2 separate regions of the Sus scrofa genome follow, and region 2 is linked to region 1. A link is a contact called in public Hi-C data. All regions are on one chromosome and are shown on one strand. Each heading gives the region's core, a stretch centred on a gene start, on an enhancer-like site or on the middle of the called end of the contact. The rest is flanking DNA. Distances are from core to core; before and after follow the strand shown.

Region 1 (2,700 bases), core at 18-2,517:
CTAACCTACCCTAGCCTAACTGATACGGTTCCTGAAAAAATATGATGCAGTTCTGTACTTATAATCTCCAAGATACAGTGTTAGGTGGTAAATGAATGTTGCAGACTCTATGGTATATGGTGTGCTATCATTTGTATAGGGAAAACCTAATCTATAAACCCATATATATGCATAGCATTTCTCTGGAAGAACGCATAAGGAACTGAAAATAAGGCTACCTCTGTGAAGGAAAAGTGAGCCACTGGAGTAGTAGGAAGAAGACTTTTTTTTTCCTTTTTATCCTCTCTTACCTTTTGAAATTTGTAACATGTACAGGTACACCTATATACACATACCACTTTTATAAAAATATTTATATTATAAGGAAGCATAGCCGCAGATGAGGGTCACAGAAATAAGTTTTGGAAAGAAATGCTGGAGTAGGGCATTGGGCATTGTTCCTAGTTACATGGCCTCCAAACTTAACTCCTTGGCCCTCACTAAGCTTCTGTAAGAACCTTAATGTTGTTTGCTTTTTTTTTTTTTTTAATTTTAGGGCCACACCCACAGCATATAGAGGTTTTCAGGCTAGGGGTCGAATCAGAGCTGTAGCTACCGGCCTACACAACAGCCACAGCAACGCAGGATCCAAGCTGTGACTGCGACCTACACTACAGCTCACGGCAACACCAGATCCTTAACCCACTAAGCAAGGCTGGGGTTCGAACCTGCATCCTCATGGATGCTAGTCAGATTCGTTAACCGCTGAGCCGCAATGGGAACTCTGAGAACCTTAATGTTGTTTAAGGAGTTCCTTTTCTGCTTCATACAACTTCAACTAAGAATCTAGATTGATGTGATTACAGGGATGCCTAAAGGGACAGCCAAAGGAACTACATGCGTCTAAAAGGTTCCTTAGTGGAGCTCCCTGGTGGCTTAGTAGGTTAAGAGGCTGTCATTGTCACTGCTGTGGTGTGGGTTTGATCCCTGGCCTGGGAACTTCCATATGCTATGTACGCAGCCAAAAAAACAAAAATAAGAATAAAGCCCTGTAGTGACTATAAAGCAGGGTGGTTCCTACCACACACGGCAATGGTCATGGGAGAAAACTCTCTATCAGTTAATATCTGCATTACCTTTTGCCTAGTGAGCAAAGGTTGTTCTTGGGAAATGCTCGGCAATGCTAACCTTCTTTTCATTTCAAAACAGGGGCCTGCACAGCTGTGCTTTGCAGATGGTGAACAGCTTCCGCTATTTTTAGCCAAGACAGCTCTAAGCTGAGGAAGCATGCACAGGACCAAAATTCCCCCGAGCCCGCTTCACTTCCTCAGTAACACCCTCAATTCTGGGCCAGAGATGCCGCATTGCATCCACAGATCTGCATCAGCCCCCAGAAAAGCTATGTTCTTGCCTAGAGAGAAACAGCTCTGGAGTTCTAGGACACTAGATTCAGTGAGAATAGCCATGGCCAGCTGAGGGGTCGCTGATTTATGAAAAGATACGTAATGAACACCCTGCGTTGTCTACAATTATGTACGAAAATTATCAAATACAGATTGAAAGACACAGACCAAACTCATCAGGCTGGCTGAAGTCAGAGCACAGAGCCGGAGGGAAGTGGGGGTGGTGTCGTAATGAAAAGGGATTCCAGCTTCACCTGCAATGTTTCATATTCATTAATGAGAAGACTGGATGCAAATCAGACAAAATTAACCTAAATTTTTTTTTGGCTGCACTCTTGGCATGCAGCTTTATCGTCTCTAATGATCTGTACCTTGGTTGCGGAAGGTTCCTTCCATATTTTACCTGTGTTTCTCCTGCCCCACACATCACCAAAGAGTCTAGCAGTCCCTTTAAAAATCTTCTGACAAAAAAGAAGAAAAAATAAAATAAAATGAGTTCTGGAGTTTCCATTGTGGCACAGTGGAAAAAATTTGACTAGGAACCATGAGGTTGCGGGTTTGATCTCTGGCCTTGCTCAGTGGGTTAAGGATCTGGTGTTGCCATGAGTTGTGGTGTAGATCGCAGACTTGGCTCAAATCTGATGTTGCTGTGGCTGTGGTGTAGGCTGGCAGCTGTAGCTCCGACTGGACGCCTAGCCTGGGAACCTCCATGTGCCATGGGTGTGGCCCTAAAAAGAAGAAAAAAAAAAAAGAGTTCCTGCTGTGGCACAGTGGGATTGGCAATGTCTCTGTAGTGCTGGGACGGAAGTTTGATCCCAACCCAGCACAGTGGATCTGGCATCACCAGGGCTGTGGCCTAGGTTGTATCTGAGGCTTGGATCTGAACCCTGGCCCCTCGCCCTTGGCCCCTGGCCCGGGAAATCCAGATGCCATGGAGTAGCCAAAAAAGAAGGAAAAAAAAAATCTTTTGGGGGAACTCCCTGGTGGCTAGGTAGGATAAGGATCCAGCATTGATACTGCTGTGCTACTGGTTTGATCCCTGGCCTGGGAATTTTCTAACACCATGGGTGTGGCCCCCCCAAAAAAGATCTTTTGACTGACTGCCAAATTCTAAATGCCTCTTCCTCCCTTCCTTCCTCTCTTCCTACCTTTCATCCTTCTTCCCTCAATCCTTCCTTCCTTGGAGCTGGAGAACTCTGCTTTAGAGACTGCTGTCAGCTGGAATTGGATGTGAAAGGGGCAGGGCCTTTGGTTCCGGGAGAACTCCCATGGCATCTGCTATTTTGGTCTGATAAACAGGCCTGCAGAGAATAAGTGT
Region 2 (2,700 bases), core at 141-2,640, 75 kb after region 1:
GTTGACTTAAAAAATAAAGAAAAAAGCACAGTGTGAGAGCTATGAGTGAGTTAAAGTTTGTTTGGGGCAAAGCGAGGACTGTATAGCTTGAGAGGCAGCATCTCAGATACCTCTGAGAAACCGCTCCAAAGGCCTGTCAGTGACAAAGAATGTCAGTATGTATGTGATTTTGGTGAAGGGAGAAGGGTACATGCAATCAAACACACATTTCATAGAAGTTCGCTGCTAAATCTCCCATGAAGGTTACTACTAGTCACAAAGAGCAGGTGTCACCATGAAAGATTTTCTAGATACGAAGAGGTATGGATTTTATGGATGATATGGATAAGGATTTTCTAGATACGATATGCTTTTCTATATATGAGGAGATGCAAGAATTGGGCTCATGCAATCTTCTCTTGAAAATATCTTAACTATATGAAGACCTGTTCTGCCAGTTTTCTCAGTGTGCCATAACCTGAGCACTTTTCAGGGGGTGTTGAGGGTCAGCAGCTGCAGTGGCTCATGATTCAATCCATGTAGAGGCAGACGGCAAGTGCCAGTCTCCTGCTCACATCTGGAGAACACAAAACAGCCACTTAAAATAATGTAGAAAATGGGAGTTCCCTTGTGGCTCGGCAGGTTAAGGGTCCAGCATTGTCACTGCTGTGGTGAAGGTGTGATCCGTGGCCTGGGAACTTCGACATGCCTCGGGTGCAGCCAAAAATAAAAATAAAAAATGTAGGAAGCATATGATGTCACTGAAAATTATTCTTGCCGTAAGTGAGGGAAAGCAGATTATGAAACCACATCCACGTTATGATCTCAATTTTGCAAAAAACTGTATTATGTATTCCTCTTCCAGTAAGTTAAAGATGTATGCCAAATTGTTAATGATGATCTGGGGTGGAATTACAGACTATTTTAATTTTCTCTTTCTAGTTCTCTGACTTCTAAATTTCCTATCAGGAACATATGTTACTTTTGTAATAAGAAGAAAGTCATTTTGAACTGTGTTAGATATGAAAATTAGGCCGAAAGGCTGTTATTAATTTCCTTTTCTCTAACCTTTGAATAGGCAGCAAGGTCATGGAGAATGGCCTTCTCTTCAAAGAACTTCTGCAGACTCCGAATTTTCGAATTACGGTGGTGGATGATGCAGACACCGTTGAACTTTGTGGTGCTCTGAAGGTAAAGCAGCCCTATTATTTCTGCCCCCGCCATTGGCGTTATTGCAACCAGTCCCCAAGCAGCGCTCTGTGTTCTGTGGGTGTTCTTGGAGCAGAACAGTGAATTGGCAGCCTTGTTTATCACTTCCTGCTTCGCCCCAGCCTTTCCTGGACAGTGATATTTCCTCTCAATTTGCGGTTTGCTTTTATTTGTAAATCTGGGAGGCACTGTGGTGTTTTGTTGTTGGGGAAACTGACCACATTAACATTTGGAAAGCAAGGGGTGGACTTTGATCTTGGAATCTCCCCTGGCAGGGAGTCTTCTATTAATTGATACCTTTTCACCTTACACATTATCTTGAACTTGGAGGAGGAACTTGGTCACTGTGAATGTGCCACTGATGGGTTTGATAATGTGGCTGGCTCTTTTTAAAGGAAAAAAAGCAGTCTGCTGAGACAGGTTTTTCTAAGAATAGCTTTATCTAAAAAAGGAAAAGGTCAGATTAAAGAAGCAGCTTCTATTGGCTAGTGGCTTGGGCGGGTCAAGGGGAGTTTCTGCCCTTGGACTTGGGCTCCTGAGATATTCCCTTCTGCCTTTCAAAGTTTTAAAAGGGGTACATAGAAGGGAGTTCCCTGGTGGTCTGGTGATTAGGACTCAGCGCTTTCACTGCTTGTGGCCCGGGTTCAATCCCCGGTCTGCTGGGAACCGAGATCCCTGTAAGCTGCTGTACACTGAGGCCAAGAAGAAAAAAAAAAAACACAAACTCGTGGTTGCCGTATGGTCCCTGTATCCTGACTACAGGAAAGAGCCAGCAGGGAACTGGACTTCAACTTGTGATCCTTCTCCCCTTGGAATCAGAGCTGTCTTACTGCCATCTCAAAGGGGGGGGGGGGGCGGAGGCGGGGAATAAAAAGCCTCAATGTGAACGAATAACCCTTTTGAGTCATTTCTTTTGTAGCAGCAACTGCTTTTCAGGAACTTGAGTGCCTAGGGAAGGAAATTAAGTAATCTGGCATTTGCCTCACTTTGTCGGGTGGAAATTGCAAAGATTAGAAAAATGCAGGGAGACCAGCCCAGAGAGTGTCTTCCCACTCTTCAAACAGTACATCTTTTTTTCTAGTCAGAATTCAAAACCACCTTCTAGAATTAATATCACTTGGACTCCCAGGCAGCCTGCGTCCATCTTTCTGAGTGCTTAGGGGGTAATCTCACATTGCACTCAGCCTGTTATATGGCTAAGATGCTGGCTTTGGCTGCATTGTTTATTTTTGTTGGTTGAGATTTTTATGGGTTTTTAATAGTCCTTCATTAAACTAATGACCACTCACCAGCAGAGGCACCATGAAGGCCTAATTGCTCAGCAAGGTCTGGGTGCTCCAAAGCTGTTTTAAAGTTTGGTGGTGGGTGGAGATGCTGTGAGACCCTGCCCAGAGCAAAGGTGCTGGGGGAGAAGAAAGCTGCTAAATGGAGGGCTCTGGAGAAGCTTCTATTAATGGGACCACATGCTGGTCTTGTGTCTGAACTTAGCCTAGCTTTTCATTTCTGTTGGCA

The links. Hi-C and Micro-C count contacts between places; a contact is called where the count stands out from the background.
Region 2: a Hi-C map of alveolar macrophages shows a contact between it and region 1, with 5 times the contacts expected there. The contact joins two enhancer-like sites. A contact is called at or near these places in 1 of 5 promoter capture datasets (liver), 23 of 47 Hi-C or Micro-C datasets (alveolar macrophages, blood, embryonic fibroblasts and 11 more) and 2 of 2 datasets of contacts at active chromatin or transcription factors (alveolar macrophages and skeletal muscle).

Annotation. Positions count from the first base shown.
Region 1 is chr13:18,081,619-18,084,318 of Sscrofa11.1, forward strand. No RefSeq gene overlaps it. Among named protein-coding and RNA genes, the nearest start is that of GPD1L, 44 kb to the right of the region's middle. Within about 2 kb of position 1,268, at least 13 of the 83 cell types and tissues checked have an H3K27ac peak or open chromatin away from gene starts, as enhancers often do. A contact at or near this core is called in alveolar macrophages and liver, where this site is marked.
Region 2 is chr13:18,156,086-18,158,785 of Sscrofa11.1, forward strand. It overlaps GPD1L (glycerol-3-phosphate dehydrogenase 1-like protein), which reads left to right. Exons shown (of 8, transcript XM_003483139.4): 5 at 1,058-1,170. Among named protein-coding and RNA genes, the nearest start is that of GPD1L, 31 kb to the left of the region's middle. Within about 2 kb of position 1,391, at least 19 of the 83 cell types and tissues checked have an H3K27ac peak or open chromatin away from gene starts, as enhancers often do. A contact at or near this core is called in alveolar macrophages and liver, where this site is marked.